4 separate regions of the Mus musculus genome follow, and all the other regions are linked to region 1. The links are chromatin contacts, called in public promoter capture Hi-C maps. All regions are on one chromosome and are shown on one strand. Each heading gives the region's core, a stretch centred on a gene start, on an enhancer-like site or on the middle of the called end of the contact. The rest is flanking DNA. Distances are from core to core; before and after follow the strand shown.

The links. Promoter capture Hi-C pulls out the DNA fragments that hold promoters and counts their contacts. Capture Hi-C pulls out chosen DNA fragments and counts their contacts.
Region 2: a contact with region 1 is called in a promoter capture Hi-C map of adipose tissue, with 2.5 times the contacts expected there. The contact joins the promoter of Tiprl here to the promoter of Pogk in region 1. A contact is called at or near these places in 1 of 39 promoter capture datasets (liver) and 2 of 9 other capture datasets (adipose tissue and liver).
Region 3: a contact with region 1 is called in a promoter capture Hi-C map of adipose tissue, with 3 times the contacts expected there. The contact joins the promoter of Sft2d2 here to the promoter of Pogk in region 1. A contact is called at or near these places in 1 of 39 promoter capture datasets (liver) and 1 of 9 other capture datasets (adipose tissue).
Region 4: a contact with region 1 is called in a promoter capture Hi-C map of the C10 cell line, with 3 times the contacts expected there. The contact joins the promoter of Lrrc52 here to the promoter of Pogk in region 1. A contact is called at or near these places in 2 of 39 promoter capture datasets (the C10 cell line and hippocampal neurons).

The regions. Positions count from the first base shown.
Region 1 is chr1:166,405,582-166,413,043 of GRCm38.p6, forward strand. It overlaps Pogk (pogo transposable element with KRAB domain), which reads right to left and starts at 4,247. Exons shown (of 6, transcript NM_175170.4): 1 at 4,126-4,247; 2 at 3,417-3,750; 3 at 2,818-2,951. The coding sequence starts at 3,435.
Region 2 is chr1:165,231,436-165,238,315 of GRCm38.p6, forward strand. It overlaps Tiprl (TIP41, TOR signalling pathway regulator-like (S. cerevisiae)), which reads right to left and starts at 5,523. Exons shown (of 7, transcript NM_145513.4): 1 at 5,295-5,523. The coding sequence starts at 5,398.
Region 3 is chr1:165,189,480-165,197,322 of GRCm38.p6, forward strand. It overlaps Sft2d2 (SFT2 domain containing 2), which reads right to left and starts at 4,954. Exons shown (of 8, transcript NM_145512.4): 1 at 4,761-4,954. The coding sequence starts at 4,823.
Region 4 is chr1:167,464,035-167,471,053 of GRCm38.p6, forward strand. Lrrc52 (leucine rich repeat containing 52) reads right to left here and starts at 2,746. Exons shown (of 2, transcript NM_001013382.3): 1 at 2,059-2,746. The coding sequence starts at 2,680.

The sequences.
Region 1 (7,462 bases), core at 2,997-5,496:
AATTTGCAGCCTACTCTATTCCTACTACCCAAGATTTTAAACAACACTCTCTTTGACCTTTTTACTCCCTTACAAGTTCCAGATCTAGGCCATAACTATTTATAGACCCCTTCCGTTTGCTGACAGAAGAATGCAGGCCTGGTTATACCAATCCCTACAGAGCAGGTAACACATTTTAGACCTGGAGGAATAGTGGCTGGGGGAGTGGGGAGTTCTCTCCTAATTACCACATGGCTAGAGGATCGTCAGACAAGTCCACGTAAGCACCTAAGGCACTGACAGCTCAGAGGCTTAGGAAGCCTCCTCAGAGCCCTGTGGAGATGGGGCAAGACTCTGAGTCCTGCTAGCCAGGCCTTTTATGCTCCAAAGAAGCCTTTTATTAGGTCAAATACAACAGAAGGTAACCAGGGCTGGCTTTAGGAAAGATTGAGAGGCCAGGCAGTCTGCAGTTCAAGCTTCAGGTAAGAACCTGCCCTTCCTGTCTTTCTTCTCTCACGTGACTGGGACTCATCAGAGAGGTGCTCACTCTCCTGGGAAGCTGGCATTCCAACACTTCTTCCAGGGGTACCTGTTCTGTGAAGAACCGCACAGGTTTACTAGACAGGAGGCATCTGAGGGGAGTTGTGAGTCCCTGCTAGGTGAGGTGAGGTACTGTTCAGGGTATTTCCATTCATGTGAGCATTTTATCTCTCTGAGTTACTTAAATAAGCTATGAATATGGGGATTGCTACGGAACTTTTATGGTTAAGGAAACCGTGGCTAAGTAACTTGGCTGAGGTCATACAGCTAGTCTGATTCTAAAGCTAGTGTTGTCTCAACAGGTCACATAGGCCAAGGTTACTGAAGTATGTAATCCTTCCAAGCTCTGCTAGACCTTTTATGTAGACTGAAGGATTTAAGGCTTATTCCTTAAAGTTACTCAGGCCAGCTCTAACTACCGGGCGTAGCACACCGTGTGCCCTGGTCTACCTTTCTCCATTGCCTGTCACACACTTAGGGTTCTAGCTTCAGGGGCAGCTCTTAACCCCACCCACAGCCTCCCTCCCTCTACCATGCCTTTAATCATGCTGTTCTCTTGACTGGAGTGCTAACTCTCCTTTCCCTTTGCTCATCCCACTCATTACAAGGCTCAACTCAAAGTGGATTGCTCTTGTCTGCCGGAAACTGTATTTCTACTCCAACTCCAGCATAGAACAGAGCCTATGTGTGAGTAGTCTTTACTACCTATTTATTATCAAAATATGCATTTAAAACACATATTCTATTTTTCATTGTCCTAATTTAATGTGCTAGTAGATCTGTTTCAAGCACATGCTATTGACATTTCAGACTACTCAATTCCTTATTATACAGGCAGGGTACCTTCATCTGCACTGTAGCTCCTTGGAGATCCTTGGCTGAAATCGAAGATGCCAGGAGGACTCCACATCTCAACCTCCACCGTGGGTCACAACAACTAAAATAGTTGTCTCCGTATACTGCTAAACGCTCTAGAGTAGGGAGGGCACAACTGTCCACTGCTTAAGACCAGCCCTTCTCCAGGAAGAATACTGTCAGGCATGATTTTGCCTGTGAGAACATCCTGAGTTGACCTCCACAGTCCTGTTAGGCATCTTTTGCTGTCTTGAGAGTCATGAGCCCCCTCATGAGACAGGGGGCAGCATGAAGGCAGGGATCTTGTCTTAACCCTGTGCAGTAACTATAGGTACATGGTAGACTTCCCAGAGGTAACAAATGCCCACATCTTAGGCCTACCCCTCCAGCTGCCAGGCTCCCTCCTCCAGGCACTCTGCTCGTTTCTTTCTTTGCTGGGCAAGACATGCTCTTCCCTTGGCTCTTCTCACTTGCTCAGCACAATCAAGATGTCTACTGTTAATGCTTCTCCGTACTTCCCCAGCCCATTTAGACACACTGGGTCGCTCAATTTAGCCTCAGAATCCAGGGTTTCTACCGCTTTGAGGTCTTCCTTCAAGCTAGACAGGACTGACTCCTGCCTGAGTCAGAACTGAGAACATAGTGCACAAAGAACATGAACAGATAAATGCAACCGCTCCAGACCAGTGAGCCCAGAGTCCCGCAATTATTTATGATGCCACTATGAAACCTAACTCAGAAAGATGCTCCACTGGCGGGGCTGCAGCTCAGGAAGCCAATATGTAAGGATTTTCAGAGTAAAGCAGACAACTCTTGGGTACCTGAAGTTCCCTTCTGTAGGAGGAGTGGACCAGATAATTTGGAAGAAGGGTCTTTCTGGTTCTTTGCCTACAGCTCTGTGTTCTATGATGAAGGGCTTCCCGCTCATGGGACACCAAGGATATTTTGTACTGATGCTACTGATAAATGTTTATAGACAACGAAAAACTAAGCAATGCCAATTTATTGTTCATATTCAATTTCCATGTCTCTAGTAACACTGTAAATAAATGTGTGTGTTAAATACGGTTGCACCTGTACCTGTGTAATCTGTGGAGCCTGGCACTTCCACTCACACCTAGGAGACATACACCTCTCATGCCAGCTCTATGACCCAAGTCTTCCATGAATTTGGTGCCTGTAATACGTATGGTGCTATTGTCAGGCACAGGGGAAACAGGTACTGAAAGAGTGACAAGTTTCTGAGACCTGTAATCAGCCTTGCTGCCGGAAGTCCTGTCCTCTAACCACCTCCTCCATTATTTGTCTTCTGAAGCCACCAGGCTGTTTTCTCAGGAATGTAAACACAGGAGACTGGGCTATTCTTACTTCCATGTCTGCTCCGGGAGGAAGACCCCCAAAGCAAGCCTGGCTCTCAGGCTGGACTGCTCACACTTTACTTACCCATGCGCCTTCTGAGCAGATTTGTACTTTCTGCATATCTATGGGGCCATCCTCCAACTCTTGGATCTCAACCTCTTCCTCCTTTTGCTCTTCTTTCAGGGTCAAATTCAGAGGGTAGGCCCGGGACTCCATTTCTGCATTCAAGAGTTAGCAGACAATCAGGTGTCAGTGGGAACTAGTCTGTGAGAGGGCGGCTCAGGCACACACACACACACACACACAAACCTGTTTAGGTCAAAGCACTGTCTGCTTCCAGCTGGAAGGAAGGGGTTCAGAAAGGTGGCTGGCTTATTTAATTATTACAGAGGCTGAGGGCAGATAATTTATCTGGCTAACTTCAAATATTTAAAGAGCCCCCTGTGGCACGGAGACCAGAGTAGTTTTCACAGAGCCTCTGTGCAGAAGGGCAGAACTTAGAACAGTGGGTAAATATCCCGGGAAGAGGTTTCAAACAGCTCAGTGATGGGCAGAAGTTCCCACTGCCAGGACTGTTTGAGCACGGAATCAGGACCAGAGGAGGGCGGTGCTGATTTGCTACCACATCAAAGTATCTCAGCCTAGATAGGAAATTTAAATAGTTAGCCCAAAATAGTTATCACCTGGGTTTTCCAGATTCATAGGCGCTGTCCACAAGCTACTTCAGAAACTTAACAGTTTTTCTGCCTCAAAGGACCTCCCAAAGCCAAGTCCATGATGCAGAGAGGGGCGTGCCTGGGTGGCAGAGGCCAACCCAAACCTGGCTGGACTTCTCCTCGCCTCTGGGTCGCAAATCCTCTCTATTCGAAGCCTCCTCAGGCTGGTACAAAGAGGTTCCCCAGAAGAGACTGCGGGCAGCTGCTGGGTATGCAGAGAGTGTGCATCTGTGAGCTCCATTTCCCGGGACTTCCCAAGCAAGGATCTTCCCGGAGTTCAGAGTCAGCTTCTTCAATGTTTCTGGGGTGGGTGGAGGCATGGGGAGGTAGGAACACTCGTGAGGTCACAGGAGTCCCGGGACCTGAACTTGGCCGCGGCCTGTGCCCAGCTGCGGGGCGGGTGGTGGGAGGGGCCGGCACGAAGGTGCTCGCCGCCGCCCTTGCCCGCTCCAGCCATCTTGTCCAACCCTCTCCCGCCACCCCCGCCCACCACTAAGGTCCTCGGTCCACCTGCGGGGCGGCGACAGCCCACGCCGCCTACCTCCCCGGCCGGCCCGCAACAAAGGCGGCGGCGGAGGCGACACTGCCACCGGCGGCCCCCGCCCCACCGTGGCCCAGCCTCCTCCGCCGGCCTCGAGGACGAGCCGCCCGGATCCCGCAGCCCGCGCGCACTCACCCCGGCCGAGCGGGCGGCGTCGCCGCAAAGGGCGACGAAGGCTGTGGCCCGGCATTCACCGCGCCATCGTCTCCACCGCTCCCGCCGCCCCAGCGCGGCCCCTCGGGAGGGAGCGAGGACACGTGGTGGGAGGGGAGGGGTGGGCGGAGCCCAGGGTGTTAGGGGCGGGCTAGGGGCGGTGACGTCAGCAGGTCTCGGCGGCGCTTCCGGCGACCTCGGTGCTTCGAGCCGCGTTAGCCCGGTGGCTGGCTCACTTGCGGCCGCCGAGGTGGGCATTTGCTCGGAGGAACACCGCAGCCTTTCCGCTCAGGCATCCAGAAATGCTCTGTGCGCGGAGGGGTGACCGGGCTCATCGTTCTTGTTCTGTCCAGAACGCTGATCCAAGCATACCAAGAAGCGAACTTGAAGATTTTTGTAGTATTGCCCTTTAACTCCCAAGCATGTAGTTTCCTGGGCGTAGTAGGTGTGAAGAAGTTTTTTCGAGTTGTTTGCCCACAGCTCTGTGGAGAATATAGCAACCATGTTCCAGGAGACCTCGAAAATCTTCTTATTTCAGAAAAAGATTCTACAGTCGGAGATCTGTTTGGACCTTGTTTAAACAAACACCACACACACACACACACACACACACACACACACACACACACACACACACACTTCATACTTATTGAAAATACTAAAAGATTGAGTTCAACTTGGGGGTTGGTGATTTATAGCCAAGGAGAGGAAGGGGTGTGGATGTCAAGAGTGTGGATAATTACTAAGAGGAATTATCAAAGATTGAGGGATTCTTGCTAAACCCACTAAACTGGATTCTGGTTGAAAGCAGACCAGGGTGATCAGATAACAAATGTGCTAAACTGACTTAGGATTCTTGCTTAAATAAGGCTGGGCAAGCAGAGGTGGGGGTGGGGAGCACGGCAGCAGAGGCAGCTCAGGAGAGGGTTCAAGAGCCTGTGGTTAAGAAAAGAATCGTTTTTAAAAATCAAAATATTATTTTAAGTAATATGTGCATGGGTATGTGCTTATGCCTGAAGGCTAGAGTCATGGGATACCACTGTGTTGGAGTTACAGGTAGCTGTGAGCTGCCTGATCGGGGTGCTGGAAACTAAGCTCTGATCCTCTTCAAGAGCAGTGCACTTAACACCCGAGCTGCCTTTACAGCCCCCAGGAGAAGCTGTTGTTAAACATTTTACTTTAAACTTATTGCTTCTGTTCACTAATGTGTGTGTAAGCACAAATGCCAAGGCATAGATGAGCTGTGCTTTTTAATACATATAGTACGACACAGAAGACTCACTCTTGAAATGTTGTTATGGCTGACAAGAGCAAAGAGCAATGATGGCTTAATCACTGCACAGAGATTATTGATATATTGAAAGAGAAGGTTAGGATTCCTTTGTTGTTTTAATGGATAGCTCTTTTGATGTATATATTTATTTATTTTTTTAAGAATCAGGAATGGTGGCTTAAATTAATTGATATTCTCATTTTTAACTTTGCTGAGGGAAATGGCAGTTTCCATTGCAAAAGTGAGAAGGTTGTCAGGAAGAGAGCAGAGGGTGCTGGGCCATTGTTGACACCTTCTCTCAAAGGTGAACATGTGTTCCGAAGTAAGAAAAAAAGCAATGCTAAGTTTTAGTCTTTGAGAGTCATACACACACACACACACACACACACACACACACGTATGTATATAAGAGGCTAGTCAGTGACCCATTTTGATCTTTAATTTTTTTTTCAGAAAGATTTATGTGGATGAGTGTTTGTTTGTGTGTATGTCATTGTTTGCCCTGGAGTGCTGTGATACAACACCATGACCAAAAACAACTTGGAGAGGAAAGGGTTTATTTCAGTTTAACAGTTGTAGTTCCTCATGAAGGTAAATCAGGGCAGGAGCTCAAGGCAGGAACCCAGAGGCAGGAACTGAAGCAGAGACCACAAAGAAGTGCTGCTTGCTGACTTGTTCCCTGTAGCTTGCTCAGCTTACTTTCTCATGTCACTCGGGACCACCTGCCAGGATGATACCACCCAGTAGGCTAGGCCCTCCCACATCAGTCATTAATCAAGAACAATCTGAAGAAGGCAATTCCTCAATTGACATTCTTTCCTCCCAGATAGGTCTAAGTTCATGTTTAATTGACAAAAGCCAACCAGCACCATGCATATAAGTACTTTATGTGCCCATGGAGGTCTGAAGATGGCATTGGATCTCCTGAAGCTGGAGGAACAGATGGTTGTGAATCTCCTTGTGGTTATATCAGTGCTGGGAGGTTATATCAGCATGGTTCTCAGAGACATGAAAGGCTTTCCAATAGACCACCCCACCCCACCAGGGTATGCTGTCCAGGGAGGCAGACCTTCCAGAGCCTGTAGTCAGTGACAGGTAAGATCCCAATAACCAGGGCAACCTAAGACAGGCACGGTTTTCTATGTTGGTCACCCCCCCCCCCCCCCCTTGAGGTGGGATAACAAGGTCAGAGCACAGGACTTTGGCTCCTACTGAGCTGCCAACTTCTAAACTGAAAGGGGTCAGTATGTAGGAGGAGTAAATCAGTGTGTTCTGATGAGCAGTCCACAATGGCCCAAGCATGCTCAGCAAGTGTTTTCCCCATTCACTAACCCTGGAACCTGCCTGACACACTGAGACACACAAAGACAGAGCATGTGACCAGGGCAACCAATCAGCTGGTGCCAACTATGAGGGACCAAGGGGACAGGGTTGGGGGTATAAAGGCACTTCTCATTTGGCTCCCAGAGTCTGCGTTGTTGGTTCTGTGCCTTTTACCCCTGTACGCCCAAGGACAGTCCCAAGGGCAACATCTGGCCCTCTGTAAGAGCAACAAGTACTCTTAATTGCCGAGCCATCTCTGTAGCCCCCTTGAATTCTTATTTTGAAATCAGAGTCCCATGCTTTCAATGACTGTCAAGGGACCCAACAAAAGAGACTTACTGGCTAAGAATGCTTACTCTCGTCTCAGAATGGGTCCAGGTACTTTACTGGAGCAATGCATTTCAGACATGAATATTCAAGTAGTTCTCTAAGCCATACTGTCTGCTTGGCTTCCTTCAACTGCTAAAAAGAGGAGAATCTATCAGGCTTTCCCTCAGTTCAACGATTTGGTTCTTAGTGCAGCTTTACCCAAATGGGGAGTGGTTGAAGCAAATCTTTGAGACAGTGCATGGCTGCAGTAAATTAATCCATGGGTTCGTGGATTTCTGCTGGAAGGTGCTTTATATATCAGCAGATAGATGTAACCAATATGTATCGTATGTAATCAACATAATAAATCTGCAATGATGCTGTTGGGCTGATTTCGTCTTTACTCCTATTGAA
Region 2 (6,880 bases), core at 4,273-6,772, 1.2 Mb before region 1:
TATGAAACTATTCATTGACCACTTTTTTTGTTTTGTTTTTTTTGTTTTTTGTTTTGTTTTTCGAGACAGGGTTTCTCTATATAGCCCTGGCTGTCCTGGAACTCATTCTGTAGACCAGGCTGGCCTCGAACTCAGAAATCCGCCTGCCTCTGCCTCCCAAGTGCTGGGGTTTTAGGCGTGCGCCGCCACTGCCCGGCCATTGACCACTATTTTTACACCAGATTTTACAATGACATATGTAACATTTTGCTCATAATATAACTAACTTTTCTGGCTCCTGTTGAACCTATAACACAAAAGATTGAGCATACATAGAAGAAATGAGATAAAGATAAAGAAAGCACGTATATATCGGTTGTCTAGATTACAAGAGCTAGGACGAGAGAGATGGCTCACAACCAAAAAGATAAATCACCAAAGTTGTTCATTCACCTAGGCTGCCAGGTCCTAAGTCTTCTACTCTGACAGGCTTCCCTGAATCAACACCTTCTAACGGTGCGATGAGGATTCCAAGAGCCAAGTCTTAGCTAGCCACTTACTAATCTAGGAACTATCAACTTCTTGTCACTCTAACTTAGGAAGTTTTTTTATTTTATGAAGATAGGAATGAGCTCGGATAGTGGTGGTGGCAGTACACACCTTTAGTCCCAGCACTCAGGAGGCAGATCTCTATAAATTAGAGACCAGCCTGGTTTATAAAGCAAGTTCCAGGACAGCTAGGGCTACATTGAAAAATCAAAAATCAGAAGAATGAGGGAATGAGGGAAGGAAGGAGGGAGGGAAGGAGGCAGGCTATCTGGCTGGCCTTATAAAAGGCTCTTAAAGTGTATATTTAAGTATCTGAGTTGCTAGTTAAAATACACCAGGATTTGACCAGTGTCTCCATCTGGGTAGGGAGATTGTTGGCAAAGATAAATTTTTTCCTTTTGGGAATTCTGCAGATAAACTGTAACATTAACATAAGTGCAGATATATAGATAAGGTTCTGACAAGGCTGCTTTAAAATTATCTAATTTAAATTGTTAACTTTTCTGTGTCCTTAAGCAGAAAACTTAAATCTTATTTTGCCATTTCTTGGCAGCAATCTTCACATGTAAGAACATATGGGCTGCGCCAAGTTAAACTGAGTGTGTAAACCTTCAGTAGCTCCAGAATGACGGCTCTATCCCTGAGTTATCCATATCCTTCTCAACTGGTTTCTAATCTACTACAGGCTAGAAAAACAAACAAATACACTTAATACTGTATAATAATAAACAAAGATGAAAATAACAATTCAACTGTTAGGGCAAAGGGCATACATACAATGATGCCCTTCCGTCTCACTCTCGTGTGGTTATAATCATAAAGTACAATTTAAATTGGCTCTGAGTAAAATTCTAAGGGATGCTAAATAAAGCACAAGAGCTCTATGTAAGTGCTCTATGACAGCACACAAGGCTTTCTTTTCCTTTTTCCTTGTTAAAACTTCTAGATTCTTGAACTAAATAGTTACAATTATGAGGTAGGGTAAAATAATACCAAAGAGACTGTATTCTTGCAAGGAGTGATGACACATGCCTTTAAGCTCAGTTCTGTGAGTTCAAGGCCAGCCTGGTCTACACACTGACACCCTGTCTCAGAAAAAGAAAAAGAAAAAGAAAAAGAAAAAGAAAAAGAAAAAGAGGGAGAGAGAGAAAGAGAGAGAGAAAGAAAGAGAAAGAGCAAAAGAGAAAGAGAAAGAGAAAGAAAAGGAAAAAGGGAGAGAAAGAGAGAGAGAAAGAAAAAGAGCGAAAGAGAAAGAGCGAAAGAGAAAGAGCGAAAGAGAAAGAAAGAGAAAGAGAAAGAGAAAGAGAAAGAAAAAGAAAAAGAAAAAGAAAAAGAAAAAGAAAAAGAAAAAGAAAAAGAAAAGGAAAAAGAAAAAGCATATTCTTACAAGAAAATAGAAGGGGACTAGGTAGGAACAAGGAGATTGCCAGGAATCACATAGGAAAATGTCATCATGAAACCCATTACATATCAATATATGCTAATAAAACTTTTAAAGGTTACAGTTTTACATAAAGTCAAAAAAAGATCTATGCATGATTATAGTCTTTCCAATAGCTTTAAAATTATTTCCTAGTAGACTCACCAAACTGGTCTTTGTGCATATATTAAAATCAATAATTTTTTAAAAACCTATATGATTAAATAAAACAAGTTAGGTTTAAGAGGAAAGAAATACAGGTCTTTATGGAGAATATTTCTCTCATTTATGAGTCATCAAAGACCCCTGACAGTTTAAAAATAAAAGTTTGAATATCGCCTAGGAGGTGACTTAATGCACTACGCTCCCACATCTGCTGAACTCTGTGCTTTTACACGACTGCATCAACAATAGCTCTGAAGGAAAGATAATGAAGAGCCTGTTGCTTGTAAGGACAAAAACCAACTCTTCTGGTAGAAATGTCAACTGTCAACTTCTTAGAAATTTCAAAGCTGGTGAAAAAGAAACAATCCCATTGAAGAAAGAGGATAGAAGCTAACACTTGCTGACAGGGCTCTCAAGGAGACTCAGCTTCCCCCCTGAGGCCACAGCACCAGCTCACTAGGCTCTCTAGGTCACCTACATTCCCCCCTGGGGCCCTAATCACACTGGCTCACTCACTCATGTTCTAGGACATCGACTTTCTCCTTGGAGCTACAATCAAGCAAAAACATTCAAAGAATTTAATCGGATTTATACTTTCTGACTCAAATTATAAACTGTACTAATCTATACAAAATAACCCCAAATACAGAGAGGTTGGATTATATATACTAATGGTTATAACTTCTGTTATAATAGTGAAAAGGGCCGTATGCTGTTTTTTTCCTCCCTGTAGCCCTGGCTCTCCTCCAACTCACAGATCATCTACCTGCCTCTACCTCCAGAGTGCTGGGATTAAAGACGTGAGCCATCACAGCCCGGCTGTTTATTTTCATAAAGGACAAAATAAATGGTTATACGGCCAGGCAAGGGGACACAAGCCCTTAATCCTACCACTTGGGGGGTGGGGGGGGGGCAGGCAGGTCAAGTTCAAGGGCAGCCTACCTACACATAGTGAGTTCCAGGGCACCAGGACTATGTAGAAAGACTCTGTCTCAATTACCAATAACTAAGCCTGGTATGGTGGCTCATATCTTTAGTCCCAGCACTCAGGAGGCAAAGGCAGGCAGATCTCTGTGAGCTGATGGCAGCTTGATCTACATAGTTCCAGGACAGCCAGGGCTATGTAGAGGTCTTGTCACAAACAAACAAACAAGAATAGATGGTTATACAAATTTGTAACCATATGATGAAATATTATAAAACCATTAAATTATTTAGAGGAAAGATGGGAAAATATTTAAGATGTATATTAAGACAAAAACTGGGTGCATACTCTATTTTACCTGTTGTTATCTGAGGTTTCTAAACTGCATATTTTTAAGATGGTTAAGAACAATGAAATGGCCCGGCGAGTGGTACACGCCTTTAATCCCAGCACTTGGGAGGCAGAGGCAGGCAGATTTCTGAGTTCAAGGCCAGCCTGGTCTACAGAGTGAGTTCTAGGACAGCCAGGGCTATACAGAGAAACCCTGTCTCAAAAAACAACGACAAAAAAACAAAAAAAAAAAAACAAAAAAAACAAAAAAAAAAAAACAATGAAATGGCATTTTCACCATAAGTTTAGGTAAAATTTATTCTTAACCTTTAAGGGATAGAAAACATTAAATGACTAAGAGATTAAGTACAATGATAGATTGAGATCCACAAGATGAGTCTGTAAAATACAGGTTTTAACTACTTTCCTGAATTAGAGCAAATATGAAATAATAAAGGTAGCTCCAGGGCTTTTAACAGGTTTTGTGAAATTTAGTAGTCATGCACAATAGTGCAGCTACATGAAAAGCAGCTCCGTTATGGTAGGCTGCTTCAAATGCTCTGTCTTTCAGCTCTATCACTGGTAGTATCTATTTGCTAAAGGCAAAACATAACATTAGAAATGAGGTGTTTGGGCCTTGTTTAAGATTTAGAGGATCCAGCCCCCTCTCCCACGACACCCCCTAACCAGGCCCACATGCAATGCAGCAAAACACTCATACAACAAAAACAATTCTATTAGAAACATATTCTGAATTAATAACATTTGAAACAACTTATGTTTCAAAAAGGATTCTTTTACATATGTAAATTTTAAACAACAACAACAACAACAAAAGGTCCTGAAGAGCCTCCCTTTTTCTTTCTTTCCATCAACTGCCTACCAAACTTAAGCACTGAATCTCAGCTTCTGTCATCTCTTTCCTGCTTACTGGCCTCCTCTCCAGCATTCCAGCCCTCCATCTTCTACAACACCTCCAAGAAACCTTCCAGACACAACCACGATGCATGTAGATATTGAGTAAAACTACACCTGATGACTACTATATAAAATTCAAACTTCTTAGCAAGACAGAGAACTCTCCAATGACGAGGGAGGCAACACTCTGCCAGGGCGCCCCCCCCCCAAACTTTGTCAGGATACAGTTATAGGCATCCCCAAACACCTCAGATCTCAGTCTGAGTGCTGGCTTTACCCGGCCATCCAGTCTCCAGACTTGATCAAGATTCTGCCCAGGTGCACTGACCCTCGCGCGAACACACTAACGCGCACACACACCTGTATACATCTTCATCCTAACCAACCACACAATAATATAACGGTCTCTCGTGAAACTATGAATTCCTTGGGCCTTTCTCTTTCATCTGTCCTATCTCAAGTGCTTATCACAGCACCTGATTTGCTAAAAGAAGGAAAGAAAAAAAAAAAAAAACCTGAAATCTTCATCCTAAACAGTCACACAGTAACGTCACACGGTCTCACGTCCTCTGAAGTCTGTGGTACTCAATGGTTCATGTTCAGAACCTCAAGAGCACACCACAGAACCAAAGAAGCTCAAAACTAAACATAAATACCATTTCCGTCATTGCCCGCAAGGGAACAGGTCATCGCGCCCAGAAAGGTTGCGCAGGCTTAGGTAGGAAAAAAAGGAGCGGCGAGGTTTAGGTGAAGTCCACCAAAACAGCCGCGCTCAGTTCAACCCTGAGAAGCTACAGTTCCAGCAAGCAGAGGTCGCCGCGAGCAGGGAACAGGACCATTTACTGAAGTTGTCAATCAACGGTCGGTCAGAGGGACCGAGCCTGCGGCCCCAAGTACCGCGTGAGGCTGCACCGAGACCGTCAGACCCCCAGCCCGGACACCAACCGGACCTGGCCCGGCTCGGCTCGGCTCGGCTCGGCTCGGCCCGGCCCCGCCCCACAGCCTCACTTTTCCACATCCGCAGACTTCATGATGTGGGTCTTGGACGCCGTCAGCTTCCAAGGCCCGAAGGAGAAGTCCTGGTGGCTGCTCTGAAAGCCGTGGATCATCATGGCAGAAGCGGAGCCGCAGGGTTACTCGGAGCAAGCGCCTGCGGCAGCGGTCGCACGATGGCCCTCTCTGCAGCGCGGCTCCTGGGCGCGTCCGTTACCATCTCGGCCCCGCCCCCTGCCGCCGCGCCGTAGGCCCGCCCTTCCGCCGTCTCTTCCGCCCCTCCTGGTTTTACTTCCGGGACCACTAGCTCAGGGTGACACACGTCTTACGTGGAGACGCTGAGGGGCGGGACTTGAGCGCGGGGGTGTCGCTCTGGCGCGCCGCCCTGAAGTCTCCGGGTGACGTCACCCCAGAGTGAATGTGGGAATTTGTCTTTCTGGATCCAGAGCCCCGTGCTTCACTGCCTTACCTCCTCCTTACAGACCGCTCCAAGCAGTGTCATCACCTCTTGTGCTTATGAGTCGTGGTGAAGAGGACATGCCCAATGTCCCTATCGCTCAGGAAGCCCAGCACCAACAGCGACTTTGGAGCCAATGACAAATAGTAGCTCCTCCACCTTGAATCCCAGTGGAAGAGCCCCACTTTCTTACCGTGCAAACCGCCGACGCCCTGTGTTTGATTCTTTGTACCACGAAAGAAACGTCAAATTATCCTTATGATATTTTAAGACTTTTCTACCCGCACACAGGTGTAGTGGAAACGACGCTGAAAGCCCGGTGCTCCGTCCATGCTTGCAGTGCAACTGTGTGTATCTTTGGGTAAAACACAACTGATTCTTTTCGGCCCCAGCTGCCTCAAAATGAGATGGTTTAATGTTTGAGCATCTCAAAACTGTTCACCATCTCAATTCCAACACCCCCTCTCTTATTCACTCAGTGTTTGTTTCATCGACGCTGGAACCGCTAAGCAGCGTTGTTGCATGATTTCTGCTTCAATTCCTACCTTGTCTACCAGAAGGTGTTAAGCCAAGTAAACCTTTTCCTCCTCAGGTATTTTCTGTTTGTGTGTCTGTCCCAGGAACCCATCATCAATTTCCCCTGCCCAAGGTGTCTGGATTAATTCATTCCGTTGGCATCCTATCCTTGGTTCCTACATAGTTACTCTATTTCCATTGCCTACGGAAAGTAGGGCGTCTCAGCTTCCGCAGAGGATAAAGATGTTCATCCCGAATAGTGGAGGATTGTCTACCATCACTGACCTCCAGAGGTTGGCCCCTGACGCACTTCCCAAGGAGGCTGGGGTCCTTTCACTGACGTTACATTGTAAACCTCACATCATCTAGATCTGCTAGAAGACCTAATAAGGAGGTAAATGAGCAAATTACATGCAACGAAATCCATCCTCTTTTCTTTCTGAAAGAGTTCCATACAGCCAGCCTAGGCTAGCCTTCAATTCACTATTGTAGCTAAGGAGGACCTTGAATTCCTGATTGTTCTGCTTCTTCCCAAGTGCCGTGTGTGTGTGTGTGTGTGTGTGTGTGTGTGTGTGTTTTTCACCAAGCCTCCAACATTCTTACTATATGAAGTCTTCCTTTGAATTTT
Region 3 (7,843 bases), core at 3,704-6,203, 1.2 Mb before region 1:
AGGTGTGCAGAAAGGCTTAATCTCCACCCAGGGGAAAGCTATTTAAGTCATCAGAAAGGAGCCCCCTCCTCTTAACTTCCATAGAGTCACAGGTACCGACACTGCACACACACACACACACACACACACACACACACACACACACACCCTCTGAGCATCTGTAGAAACTTGGCAGAGTAGAACCCTGAAGACACATTGGGGAGGGGGGCTAGGGGTGTAGCTCAGTGGTACAGAACTCACCTAACATCAGCAAGACTTTGGGTTCCATCTCTAGCACCTCAGAAAGGGGGTGTGCTACACAATCCCTAACTACATTCCAAATATTTGTCCTTATCCCACAGGTAAGTGTAGTACTCACCCCTCCTCAAAGAAACCTCTCTTTGCTAAAGAGACCATGACAAAAAAAACAAAACCAATCAAAATACAGAGATGTAGAGCCCAGTCCCATCTGATAGCTCTACAACAGAGCTCCAGCACCTATGGTTCAGGGGTCATTGCAGAAGAAGGGGCAGAAAAACTTTAAGAGCCAGGGGAACAGGCAGGCTGCTGTAAGATTATGTCTTCTAGAAATGTCAGGAGCTACACCCTTGAAGTCCCACTAACAAGGCTGCCTAAACACGACCTGGACAAGGGGCATCAATAGACATGCTAAAGAGGACAGGGGGCGGGGGGGACTTAAAGAGGCCTCAACCCTAGACAACCACAGGCAACTATGGAATGCTAGGAGCAGGTGAACCGTCTTCCCCAGGGAGCACTCAACTGGTTATCTAATACCAAGTGATCAGCTGAAAATACACAAGTAACATTATGCAGGCTGAGCAGGTGGTAACACACACACACACTCGCACACACCATGGCCACCAGCACCACCATCCGGTAACAACAACAGCAACATAAGAACAGTAACAACAAAAGAAAGAGGCCATGAATCTGAAAGGGAGCAAGCTGGTGGTAGATACACAAAAAGGTTTCGAGGGAGAAAGGGAAGGGGGAAACGATGTAATTATAACTCTCTCCGTGTGTGTGTGTGTGGTGTGTGTGTGTGTGTACGTACATATATATAAAGAAGGGCATGTACCACCATGCACCATGTTAGGACCCGACAGCAGAGCCCCGTGTTTCTAAGCAGAGGCTACTTGTCCACCTAGAAGAGTCTTGTTTCTCCAACTTCCCTGGCTCTAAAGTATCCATGGATGCTGCTACCAGGCTTGACAGGGCCCTAGACAATCAAGTTAGACCTCTTCTGACTAACTCATGTAATTACTCTCCCACCAAGAGCAGAAGGAAAGGAACAGCGCCCACTCTTCCCAGTCCTGCATGGTGGAAACAGCCACGCCGTATAAGGAGAGGAGGAGTTTCAGAGGAGTGAATGAGCATCTGAGCATCACCAGCATCCACACCCACACCCACACCCAGGAAGTTGAACCTTTTTCTGTTTAGGGATAAACTGAAAAGTATCAACGTTGAACTCGCCTTGGCACTCATAACATTCCAGAATCTAAGCAAGACAGTGACAGTCATGCCTCTGAAGACATTAAAATCACCGACATGAGTCATCCTGTTACCATAGTGATGAGTACCCCCACCTGTCATGTGGGAGACCACAGTTTGATTCCCAACTGACTTGGAGACTAGCAGTGGCCCTTTAAATGGACAGTAGGGGTGGTGGTGGTGGTGGTGGTAGCAGCAAGCAATCCCATCAGGAGGCAGAGGCAGACGGATCTCTCAGTTCGAGGCCAGCCTGCTCTATAGAGCAAGTCCTAAAACAGCCAGGGATACAGAGAGAAACCCTGTCTAGAAAAAAAATACAAATTAAATAAAATAAAATCACCGGCAAGAGAAAGCATTTCTGCCAAAAAGTATGGCTCTGCTTTCTACCGTCAGACAAGAGTAACACTTAGGCTCAACAAAGTCTCAAAACAACCTAAACGATCGTCCAAATGCAACCTGTTCTTTAGTGGGGACAGGGCACAGGATAGGGAACAGGGATAATTCACCACCATGTTTCCCACTCTATCTGTGTTCCGTCAGGGGAAGAGGATAAAGCTTTTGTTCCACTTCTTCTAAGTAGACTCCGTGAAAGGAAAGTACTTTTTGTCAATTTTTGAAAGCGAATTCACTTGATGGAAAAAACCTCTCTCTAAGCTGTTGTTTCTGGCAACCCTGCTAGCACAGAGCTTTTTCAAAAATCAAAACGGCTAAAATAGTACCTAGATAGAACGCGTAGGGAACGTAATCACAAGCTGTCGGACTGGCGGTCATGCACAAAGGTTCTTTTGACTCCAGGATGCAGAAGGAAGAGAGACTCCTGCCAAGAGCTATAGTTCAGGACTGCCCAGGGAGGCGAGACTGGCAGCCGGTAAGAGAGGAACGCTGTTTTATCCCTGAGAGGTATGATCAGACACCCTCCGACCTTCCTTGTCCCAAGAACCCTTCCAGAAAACAGAAAGCCTATTCTTCCAGAAAGGACTCCACTGAAACCAGGCCTTGAATGTGATTAGGAAGACGAGTGTCAGAAGACTCGGATCGTAAGGCTGTTCGTGTGTATGAGTCCTGCCAACTTTACAGCTACCGAGGAGGGACAGAAGACAGAAGTACTCACACTTTTTCGGTTGGCAACTAAAATAAATTAGAAAAAAAATTTTTTAACTTTTCTGGGAACCTCTTACAGGTTATATAACTGAAAAAGACTTGAAGACGGAATTTAACCACAGAACCACAGGAGCCTTCAGTTTTTCCAGGCTCAAAACCATGGAAAGTGTGACCACACTAATGAGTACTTAAAGGGAGGCAGGCCCTAGTAGGTGATTACCAAGCCAAAACATCCCCAAGAGGAACCCTATTGGCTACAGACTATTTCCTGGGGTTCAAGCCCTGGAAATGCCACACAATGATGCACAACAGGAATCGCACTAAGAAAGAGGAAACAGAATATTTCCTTTCTTTTTTTTTTTTTTTTTTTTTTTTTTTTTTTGGTTTTTCGAGACAGGGTTTCTCTGCGTAGCCTGGCTGTCCTGGAACTCACTTTGTAGACCAGGCTGGCCCCGAACTCAGAAATCCGAGAGTGCTGGGATTAAAGGCATGCACCACCACTGCCCCGCTGAGAATATTTTCAAACAAGAGTGAAGCCACAGTCTTTTTAAAATAGATGTAACATATGCCTAAGTGTAAGTGGAGATCAAAGCCCTTCCATTTAGGAAGGGGTGGGGGGACAACTAGGCAGTTTGTTTTCAAATGGCGCTACACTATTCACTCCCGAAGATGACCACCACCTCACTGTCAACACCGTACCCTCCGCCAGTCTCCTTTAAGACCCCAACTTTGTACAACAGCCTGTTCCTTCTACAGAGCTTATCTTTACATGACAGCGACGGTCAACTAAATCTTGGGGCTTTTTGTGGGGGGGAGGGAGCTTCTCATATGAAAGTTCACAAGAAGCCAGAAATTTTTTTTAAAAATGAAAAAATTAAAACATGAAAATCACTAATTTGAATTTTAACGATCATGCAGAGATTGGAAAGTTGCAGCTACTGAGCCTAATTGCAACTGCCCTTGGGTTATCTTTAGTCCCCAGGAAGCAGTTCTTTCTTGCCCACCTGTGTCTGATGTAACAGTGACTAACCTCCCGGAAACTGCTAGGGAAAAACACCTTGGAATTTATTATCTTAACAAGGTTTTCGAATGCTATCAGGCAGCCTCTGGGAGCCACAGCTGAGATTCCTCCACACTGCCCTAACTGCCTGCTTACCGCTTCCACTAATGCTTCTGAAAAGTACCTTAATTTGTTAATTTGTTCTGTTACTCTAAGAACTTATCAAACTGTTATCATGTTGGAACACTGAGTTTGCAGAAACCTGAATCTGTCCTGGGGCCATGGTCACTCGTATTTGGCTTCAAAATAATTTATTCTCTTTGAGATGCAGTTGTGTTTTGTTTTGTTTTTTTGCAAAGACAAAACTCAGAACAAAATCAACCACAGAAGTGAGCGCAGAATGTTGGGGAAACCACAAGAAAGTCAAGTAAACACTAAAGAGGAACTCCAATTTCCAAGGAAAAGGGGCTATTGCATCTCGTTCAACACCCTTCTTTCTCAGAAGGGGAAACCGGGGCTAAGGATACATCAAGTAAAACGTAATTCTGTCTTCAATCAAGAAAGGAAATGTAAACAAACTTCCAAAGCACCCAAAATATGACATTCTGAGTGGCTCTGGAGCACAGGACTTTTGTGGTCAAGTTTCAGAGCCATCAAAGCCCTACTAACAAAACAAACACACTGGCAGTCTCCGAGCGTGGTGAGAATCTATAGTTTAGAAAGTAGCCCTGGAGATTCGGAGACCTGGTAAGTCCCTGTTATCAGGCGTTCACGGAGTTTTACAATTACAAAGCAGAACGCATAAGGTCTGGCTCTCACACCCCACAACCTAAACTAGTCCGCGATCCGGCGGTGGATCCTTCCACGAAGGCCGCCGGCCTCGCCCAACTCCAAAGGGCTCTCTCTCCCTGGCCGGTCCGGCTGGGATGGGGCTCGGGGCCCGGATTCCAGGAGGCCCCGGGATCCACACTCCCACTCCACAGATTTCTGAGGTCTTGCTTCAGAGCCTCAAGCCCTTCGGAGGGAAGGTTGGAGAGGGTTCGGGAGCCACGCCTTCCACAAAGCTCGCGCTGCCACCTGTGGCTGTGTCCCGGCAGAGCTCGGCGCGGCGGGCCGGAGGACAGCAGGGCAGCTGTCCAAGAAATGCCAACTCCCCCGGTGCACGCACCTCGGACAGACCGCTGCGGTCCTCGGTGTCCTGGCCGCTCAGAACTTTCTTCAGCTTGTCCATGTCAGGGTCCCGACCGCCGCCTTTGGCGTTCGCTCCGCCTACCACTCTTCGGGGTGCGCAGCCGCCGCCCCTCCGCCCGCTGCCAACCACGGCGCGCCCCGCCCAGGCACCTGCCCACCTGCCCGCCCGGCATGCCCCGCGCCAGCCACGCCCCCTGAACGAGCTCCTTGGGGTCACCCGGGGCGGGGCCGAGAGAGTCGGGGTGAAGTCGGCCAGGCGATACCTAACCCGGAAGCTGGCTGCGCGCCCGGGCTTCACGGATTCGTTCCAGCGCCCAGCACCACCATGTGCCAGGGCCTGGAACAACGCAGGCCTTTCGCAAACTTACCCATGGATGCTGAAGTTAATCCGCTGGTGGTTGTACACCGCAGATCTATAAAAATATATATTTCCCACGTTAAGTAGAACAAATCAGTGTGCAACAGGCTGGAGCAGTACAACCCTGTGTATTCTTAAAAGCAGCAATTCCTACGTCATCCCTAGGGGAAATGGCTCGGGAGATATGACTTGGGCAACACCTGAACAGATGGCAAGTGGTGAGAAGAATCAATATTTTCGTGTTTGGTAAATGCTTTACTTCAATCAGTCTGCAGCACTACTGAGGCTATGAAGCAGAATCCATATGAAGTCATGGGCTCTTCCAGACAGGACAGAAATTTGCTCACCTTGCACACTGGTGGCCAGAGATATCTGGAACACCTATGTTAAGATTAAACTAGTTCAGAAAAGGCACTGAGACCAAGGTGTAGCTCAGTGAGAGAATGCTTGCCTAGCATATGCAAGGCTTTGGGTTCAGTTTCCACCACTGTCCCTGCTTCCCAAAAAAGGGAAAGGAGACCACAGAGGAACTTCAGAAACACCCCCTAGGTCACTTTACCTCCCACATATTTTCATGTGAGGTCTCCAGCGTCCTTCTTCACTTGTATAAAAACATAAAAACATAAGACCAGCTGCTGCTGCCTCTGCAGGGACTCCTCTTACCTGCCACATTTTCCAGTGAGTCCTTACACCTCTCTGTAAGACGTCAAACATCAGAGCACAGTGCAAAGGCTGTGTCCTGAAAGATCCACTCTAGCTCTGTCATTTGCCACTTAGGAGGCCTTGAGCTAGAAGCTCCTTAGCCTTTCTGGTCCCCAGCTGATTTCCTCTGTAGAGTGAGCACAATGGCTTCCAAACGTGACTGTGGAAAGCAAGCATGACTGTATAGACAGGTCTGGAGCAGAGGGGAATTTAAATAGCATTTAGTAGAAGCTGTCCTTGTTCTCTCCTAGCCTGATGGCTTTTCCAGCCACCTGTGGTGAGGTGATAGAACTGGCCCCCACAGGCTCATGTGTAAACACTTGGCCCATAGGGAATGGTACTACTAGGAGGTGTGGTCTTGTTGGAGTAGTTGTGGCCTTGTTAGAGGAAGTGTGTCACTGTGGGGGAAGGTCTCCTATGCTTTGACGGCTCCTATGCTCAAGCTCTGCCTACTGTGGTACATAGTCTCCTGCTGTCTTTAGATCAAGATGTAGAACTCTCGGGTTGGAGAGATGACTCAGTGGTTAAGAGACACTCAGATCAGTAGTGTTCATAACAGAGCACACAAAGGTTGAGGGATATTGGATCATGTGACATTGTTCTTAAATGTCTCTACATGGAGGTTTAGGCAGAACTCACAAGATTCATGATACTGATGCTAAAGCACAGAACACCAGCATCTCTGGATTACAAAAAGCACCTCTGTCAAAATTGCAGTTCCAAAAGGCATAAACTTTCAACTCCATTATTATTATTATTATTATTACTATTATTATTTAGCAATTTAATTTATTAGCATGTGTTAAATATTAGCTATACTTCTTACCTTTATCTTCCATATGAATATGAATGAATGTTAGGAATTTTTAAAAATATTTTTATTAGGTATTTTCCTCATTTACATTTCCAATGCTATCCCAAAAGTCCCCCATACCCTCCCCCCCCCCACTCCCCTACCCACCCACTCCCACTTTTTGGCCCTGGCGTTCCCCTGTACTGGGACATATAAAGTTTGCAAGTCCAATGGGCCTCTCTTTCCATTGATGGCCATCTAGGCCATCTTTTGATACATATGCAGCTAGAGTCAAGAGCTCCAGGGTACTGGTTAGTTCATAATGTTGTTCCACCTATATGTTAGGAATTTTTAAAAGATTTATTTATTTATTTTATGTATGTGAGTGCTCTGTCTGAATGTACACCTGCACACCAGCAGAGGGCACCAGATCTCACTATAGATGGTTGCTAGGAATTGAACTCAGGACCTCTGGAAGAGCCGTGCTTTTAACTGCTGAGCCATCTCTCCACCCAGGAAATTTCTTCTTCTTCTTCTTCTTCTTCTTCTTCTTCTTCTTCTTCTTCTTCTTCTTCTTCTTCTTCTTCTTCTTCTTCTTCTTCTTTTTCTTTTTTTTTCTTCTTTTTCTTTTTTTTTCTTCTTTTTCTTTTTTGGTTTTTCGAGGCAGGGTTGCTCTGTATAGCCCTGGCTGTCCTGGAACTCACTCTGTAGACCAGGCTGGCCTCGAACTCAGAAATCTGCCTGCCTCTGCCTCCCAAATGCTGGGATTAAAGGCGTGTGCCACCACTGTCGGGCAAGAAACTTCTTAAAATGAAAAAAAAATATATTTTGAAATGGAATTCATCATTATGGTAATATATTCTAAATTTGTACTGATCACATTTATCTATCTCTGATATTTTGCCAATTTTTGATCAAATAAAAGCTTTATGTGTGTTTATTGATTTTGGAGGATGAAACATAATTCAATGACTATATAGCTAGCTACCTTTTTAATTTTTAAATACTTAAAGCTGATATATGGCCTTCGAGGTCCTGAAATATCTTAGAGCTATGACTCATGCATGATAAGTGACCCAGGCAGAGGACACCAAGTTATCCCAGAGGAAATACAAACCTGTTCAAGATATTAAAAATACAGGAGAACTTTGTTTCAAAACAAGGAAAACAAGCATCCTGCCAGTGTGTTCATGCACAGTTTTTGTAT
Region 4 (7,019 bases), core at 1,496-3,995, 1.1 Mb after region 1:
TTCTGAGCTTGACAAGACAGTTATGCCTTCTGCTGTCTTTGAAAACATGCAGTGAAAAAGACCTGCCTTATAATCTTGTTCAATTATGGGTAGAATTGAAAGAGTCAAGCAGTCCAAAGGAGTCAGCCTGAAAATTCTGAGAAGACACAACTGTAAAAGCAGAAATTTGATTAAGGAAAATTGCAGGAAAGCTTGGTGAACTGCATGGTAGGCTTAGAAGCCAGGGTAGAAGGTAAATTGCCATAGTCAGGTAGGGGAGAAGGTTGCCCTGGCAACCTGGTGGCCATTGCTCAAGAATGATGTGTGTGGATCATAGAAGACCAGCACAAGTTGGGTCTGTCTGCATTCTGTGGTGGAGATGGGGGAGGGGCTCATAAGGTCTTCCCCTTCCTGAGGTGGAGATGGGGGAGGGGCTCATAAGGTTTTCCCCTTCCTGAGGAGCTTCTGGCAGTCAGTGGCTGCTGAGGAAGGGGAAGCCATTTTCTTCAGTGATGGAGCCAATGCTAAGTTGCCCATGTTTCTATAAATAACACCTTGCCTATGCTCAATTAAACTCATTGATCTCTCTCTCTCTCTACACACACACACACACACACACACACACACACACACACACACACCATGAAAGAAGAGAAATGAGTAGGAAAGGAGTGGGATAAGAGACATAATGGGGAGTGAATGTAACATATTATAGGAAGCAACAAATGCTAATTAAAACACATCTGAGCAATAAAAATGTGTAATGTGTGTATGTCTGTGGGGATGGGCAGGAAAAGGTGATATCTTTGCACCAGATACGATGTGAGCTGGCAGGAATAATCACATTTAGGAACTACATTCAATGCAGGGCAGTTGACTCTCTGGGAGAGAACTCTGTAGAACCATCTTAGAGAAGATGGGAAGGAAGCTACTTAGGGCCACCGCTCCTGTCTTCAGTCTTAGTGCTACTGAGATCTCTGACAAAGTTATGGTTCCTTTTTTGTTATTCTAACAACTTAGGATGAGATTTTTGGCAGATGCCCAGGGCACAAAAGTTAAGGAGGCACTTACTCTGAGGGCTTATTCTCAGTGCCTCCTTAAATCTGGTCTGGAAATCCTGGCTTGCTTCACTCCAGTGGGCTTCCTGCCTGGAAGGCCTTTTAGGACACGATCACCCCGGAGCTCTGGAGGAATGATGACTCTCCGTTCTGCAGGCCCGTTCTTGGCTAGGAATCGCCATGTCCCAGGGACAGTACCAGTGGCCCCAGGCTTTCTGTAAGGGGTCTCATTTCTCTGAAGCTCTGACTTACCTGGGGTTGAAGGAGACAACAGAGTCCCTGGGATGGGGATGTGACACACTGGGGTACTAAAGGAACCACTGCAGAGAGGGTTGCCTCAGTGGCAGCACCTAGCTTGGAACTCTCCCCAGGTAAGTCTATAACACCGGACTCTCCCAGCTTGGCACTTTCCTGTGAGCTCAGCATTTTGAAACAAGTCTATCAAAGGCTTTCCTTCTGTCCTCTGTCTTTTGCTGTCCCCGAGGCTCCTGTGCACCCCACCCCTGCCACACCCGTGGAACATTCCCTGAGCCCTGTTGGATTCTCCCTCACCTGTGAAGGACTGAATTTATTTTAGACCCTGGAAAAATTCAGTCACGGCATTAATCAGATTAACACAGTTTACCCAGGGGAGCCCAGTGCCCTTGAATTACTTTGTAACTTTACAATTACAGTACACATTTTGTATCATTTACATACACATTTTGTTGGCTACAATTCTGCAAATTATGTAATATGTACCGGTTTTATGGAATGGAAAACAGGTGCAGAGAAATGAGATTTTTCTAAAGGCACAGGAGTGGTAGGTGACATGTTTGAGTTCTGAATTCTCATTCTAGAACTATTGCTATTAAGCATTATTGCCTCTCCAGTCAACCCAAGGAGGGGGCCGGGCCAAACAGTGACGGTACTTTTTAACCATCTCACACAGCTTTCCCTCCATCCCGATCATCTTTTGACTACCCCTCTCAGAAACCAGTCCCTCCCATGGCATGGCACCCACTGCCAATCAACCCCTTACCTGGGTGGTCCATATGGGACACTAATAAGTGGATGGTGAAGTCCAGGAAGGAGCAGTTGCATATCCAGGGGTTCCCACTTAGGTACAGAGTCTGGAGCACCACCAGGTGGTGGAAGCCATTATGGTCGATGATGTGCAATCCGGTGTTTCTGAGGTCCAGGTACCTCAAAGACGTGGTGTTGGCAAAGACGTATTTGTCAAGATACAACAGGTGAGGGTTGTGTGAAATGTTCAGCCGCACCAGGTTGGTGAGCACTGAGAAGCTGAAAGGGGAGATGGAAGTTAGGTTGTTGGAGCTGAGGTCAAGGTAGATGAGTCTGAAGATCCCGATGAAGGTATAATCCATCACCTCTCGAATCCGGTTGTTCTGACAGTCCAAGTAAACGAGGTCACTGAGGAATCCCAGCTGCAAAGCTGGTAAACTAGTGATTTTGTTATTGTTCAGGTATAGTCTCCGGGTGTTCAGAGGAATATCAGCTGGGTATTCCGTTAGGTGCAAATCTATGCAGGCTACTTCTTGGTCTTGACACACACACTTGTTTGGACACTTGGACCCTGATACCAACCCCATTCCAAGAGAAAAGAGTAACAACTTGGAGCTAGGGCCTGAAGCAAGGGACATAGTAAGAAGCCAAGGTTCCCCTCCTTCTACCTTCCTGAGGGCGGGTACAAGCTGTCCTTCTGATCTGAAGGCTGCCGAGGGGTGGGGCAGGGCAGGGGATGGGTGCTGGAAAAAACTGTAACACTCTAGCTTTGTGCAAAGCAATTTTCCATTACAGGAGAACTGAACAGAAGTTGAAACACGAGGCCCAGTGCCCTGCTGCCGGCTTGGTGGCTCTGCTACTTGCTCAGTCCGAGTGCTGTTGGAAGCTCGCCCACTTGGCAGCTCTGAAAGGTCTCACCCTTTCCCTGCCTTTGTAAGTGAAGGGGAGCCAGGGGAGAACCGCATGACAATGAGGTTGCCAGTTGACACTTTTGTGATGTCAGCAGCCTCGGGAGACTCTGAGGCAGAGGGAGAGAGGTTTCTCACCTCTCCTTCTGGGTGGTCAGGGGTGTTTTGTGTATGTAGGTAAGCTTGCTCTCTGGAGGAGTCAGGCATGCAGGTGTGGGGGGAACACACATGAGGGCCCTGTGTGCAGGTGTGTGCCAGGGCATTCTTGGAGTGTTCATATCAGCTCCACACGGAGGTGTCAGAGAGGATTTGGCCAGATATAAGCCCTTAGTCCATTCCTAGTGGGAACCTGGGATGTCTCCAGCCCTATCATCCTTTCTGGTGATCAGCTTTTAGAGCAGACCGTTTCCTGGTTTCTAAATTTTGAGGGATGTCAGTTGTTTTTAGAAGATAGGAAAGGGGTTTGCCTCTTTTGTAATAAATCCTCTGATAAGGTGAGACTCTTAAGATTTTATTTCTAGGTTTTATACATCCTTGTCTACATTTGGATTGTGTGTGTATGTGTGTGTGTGTGCACACATGCATGTACACATTCTTATTTTAAAAAGACTTTTTTGAACAGTAAGTTATTCCCCTTAAAACAAAGCCCAAACGCAGAATAAAAACCTGTGAGTGTGATAATATGAATCATTTCTTATGACTTGTGTTTTTCAAGGAGTTTAAACACAGCGAGTACAGGTCTAGTGTTTCTACTGTGAGTTTCTGCTCATTAAGTGCTTGACAGATGAAAGGAGTCTCTAGAGGAATGGGGTCTGGGGTGTATAACTCTCTCTGTGGGGGAAGGCATGAGGTCAGAAATGAAGATGAAGCACCTCAGGAGTTAAAATGGGTTATTTATGGAAAGCAGTACCTTATTCTTTAAAAACCTTCACATATAATGTAGGTGGGAATATTAATAGCTCAATGAAACTTGTATTTAGCTTAGCATAGCGCCTGGCACTAGGCATTTAATAAATACTTATTGAATGAATGATGCGTGAATGTCTCTGATGGCTTGCTTCCTTTTCTTGCTTCTCTGCCAAGAGAGAAATGAATAAAGTCGAGTGGATTCATGGCTAGTTAGCTAATGCTTGGTTATGTTTCCTGACTCAGCATTTCTCGGGTGACTGGCTGGGAATTAACGTGATGACTTAGGGATGTTTACTAAATTGAAAGTGACCTTCTTCAGGCAGAAATCTCAAACACTTAATGTAATGACTTAAATGATAGTTTTCCCAATTGAAGCAAGATTTAATTGATAGGGAAGCCAACCTTTCTTTATAATTAAAAAAAAAAATCAGTTAAAAAAAACATAAACAAGTCCCTCCCTCGATCTTAGAACATTGCATCTGAGATAAATTTAGAGCATCTAGTAGAGTCTTCACTGTATCATAGATTAGTCTTCACAGTGGCCGTACTCTCTGGGAGTGCAGCAGCGTGTGATGCTCAGGTTGGGCATCCTAGGACACTCTGGGAGATGTTCCCAGGAGTGATGGTCCCTGACTGACCTCCAGAGCTTTCAGAATGCTCCTACTGTGTCTCTCTACTCTTTGTTTGATGAATGTTTTAATTACAGTGTGTGTATGTGTGCATGAGTATGTGCACGTGTGTGTGTGTGTGTGTGTGTGTGTGTGTGTGTGTGTGTGTGTGGGTGTATGCGTGTGTGTATTTGGGCACGTGTGTGTTTGTGGGGAATGTGTGCATGGACATGACTGTACATGGACGTCAGAGGGTAAGTCTCAGGAGCTCTCTTCCACCGTGTGGGCCCCAGGGACTGAACTCGGGCCATCAGGCTTGGTAACAAGTGGCTTTACCTCGTAAGCCACACCACCAGCTCTTCCACCTTTCTTTTACACCATTCTCCCTCTTAGAGTCTTCTTTCCCTCAGAGGACCATGACTCCAGGTTTCTGCATTTCACTTTCCAGCATTCTTGACTCCAGGACAGGAGCATCAGACCTGGCCTTACCTGTTTGACCATACTATGACAAGCACGCTCCCCTTCAAAAGCCTTAGATAAATAAGCCACGCTAAAGGTGACTGAGTGGCACTAACCAGCTACACCTAACTCCCTGGAATGGCCAACCTCAGGCATCCCCTTTGTTTGAGGTAGCTAAACAGTTTCTAATCCTGAAGCCTCAGGACTCATGGATGCATAGCTGCCTTGCTTCTGGTGCTAAGGGAAGTTGACTTGGGTGTATTTTTATTTGCCTAGGAAGAAAGCAATGAGAAATCTAGATGCCAGTGTATTAAATGTGTGAATGGGGCCAACCGAGGACTTACGTGGAGTTAGCAATCAGTGGTACACAGGCCAATACTTGTTTTTTTTTTTTCCTAGCTGTTGAACATGGGTTCATAGTTAAAGAAGGTAACATTTTGATGACTTTGGTATAAGAGCCACTCAGGGTATCCCATTCACCCCAGATGTTGATCCAGTCCAGCTCTTCTTAAACAGAGTCCTCACCGAGAGAGTGGCTGTGGGCCAAGGGCCAACGGAAGCAATGAAAACAGATAAGGTTAGTGTGGAAAAGAGAAAGAAGTTCCAAAGCATGCTGAGAGAACTGGGGCCCACAGGCCAAATCCGAGTGTATGCAGCTGTCTATATACACCTTGGGTCTGACTTTGGTAGAAGCTGGTATCTTTTCACTCAAAGATGCCTAATCCTTAAGAGTAAAGGCTGGAGGAACTCACTCCAATTCCTTATGTTCCCCAGGAATGCCTTTGATTTTAGGATTCCTCCATATTGTGCATTTCTGCAGCATTCATTATCCAGGAGTGCCCAAGAGGAAGCCTCAGAACTGCATACAAGGTTTAGCAGAGGGATTAGATCCCACTTCCAGCTCAGAACAGATAGATCTATGTACCGTGGCTGGTATTATTCCATGTTCTTAGGACTAAAAGTAAGGCTGTGACCTACGGCTGATATCAAGGAGAGATCATGGCTTGGTTTTCCAGATGCCTTGTAGATTTCAGTGCAGATGCCTGTGTAGTGTAACTTGGGGGTAAGATTTTATTGATCTGGATGGTGATGGTGGCACACCTTCAACCCCAGAACTAGGGAGACAGAGGCAGGCACATCTCTAACTGAGGGCTTGGTCCACAGAACAAGTTTCAAGACATCCAGGGAACCTTATGGCCACAGAAGGAAGCAATGGTGCCCGTTCAAGCACTAAATAAAATCTACTGTCTGTCTGTCTGTCTGTCTGTCTGTCTGTTTTCTGAGATGGGGTTTCTTTCTATAGCCCTGGATGTCTTGAAACTTGTTCTGTGGACCAGGATGGACATTGCCTTTCTAGAGTTGTTAAAAGGACAGTAACTGCCAGTGTCAGGTATGTGATCTCCTAGCCACCCAATGAGCCCTGTAGTGAAGGGATAGACTCCAAGGAGTACCAGTGTCCAGTGTTACATAACAGACAAGTTACAAGAGCCAGAGAGGTCCAGGCACAAGCCTTAACTACCAATCACGCCACCCACAAGTGCCTGGAACACTCTCTATGCTTTCCATTAATTCTGTGGAATAAATTGACCTAGCAGTTCAGGCCACCGGTTGCAATTGTGACAAATTTGTACACCGAGGCTCTTTGTCTTTCAGAAGGCTTGTGGTATTGTTTAGTCTTGGCATTCTTTTTTGTCGTCGTTCATTTGATTTTTTTTTAATGGTGTTAGAGTTTGAACCTAGAGCCTTGTGCTTGGCAAGCACTCTCCCAATGAGTTACATTCCTAGCCCTTTGTTGTTGTTGTTTTCTAAAATTTATTTTAGGAGACAAGGTCTCTGTAGTTCAGGCTGGCCTGACCTAGCCGAGTATAGCCTTGAACTTCTGATCCTCCATTTCCTAAGTGTTGGGTTTAATGTGGTGCTGGGACTCGAGCCTAGGGCTTCATGAATGAAGCAGTTGGTAGTGAGCTCCCTACCATGTCCTCAGCCCCACCCAGCTCCAGTTAAATTATTTTTAAAAATATTTATTTATTTATTTATTTATTTATTTATTATATGTAAGTACACTGTAGCTGTCTTTAGACACTCCAGAAGAT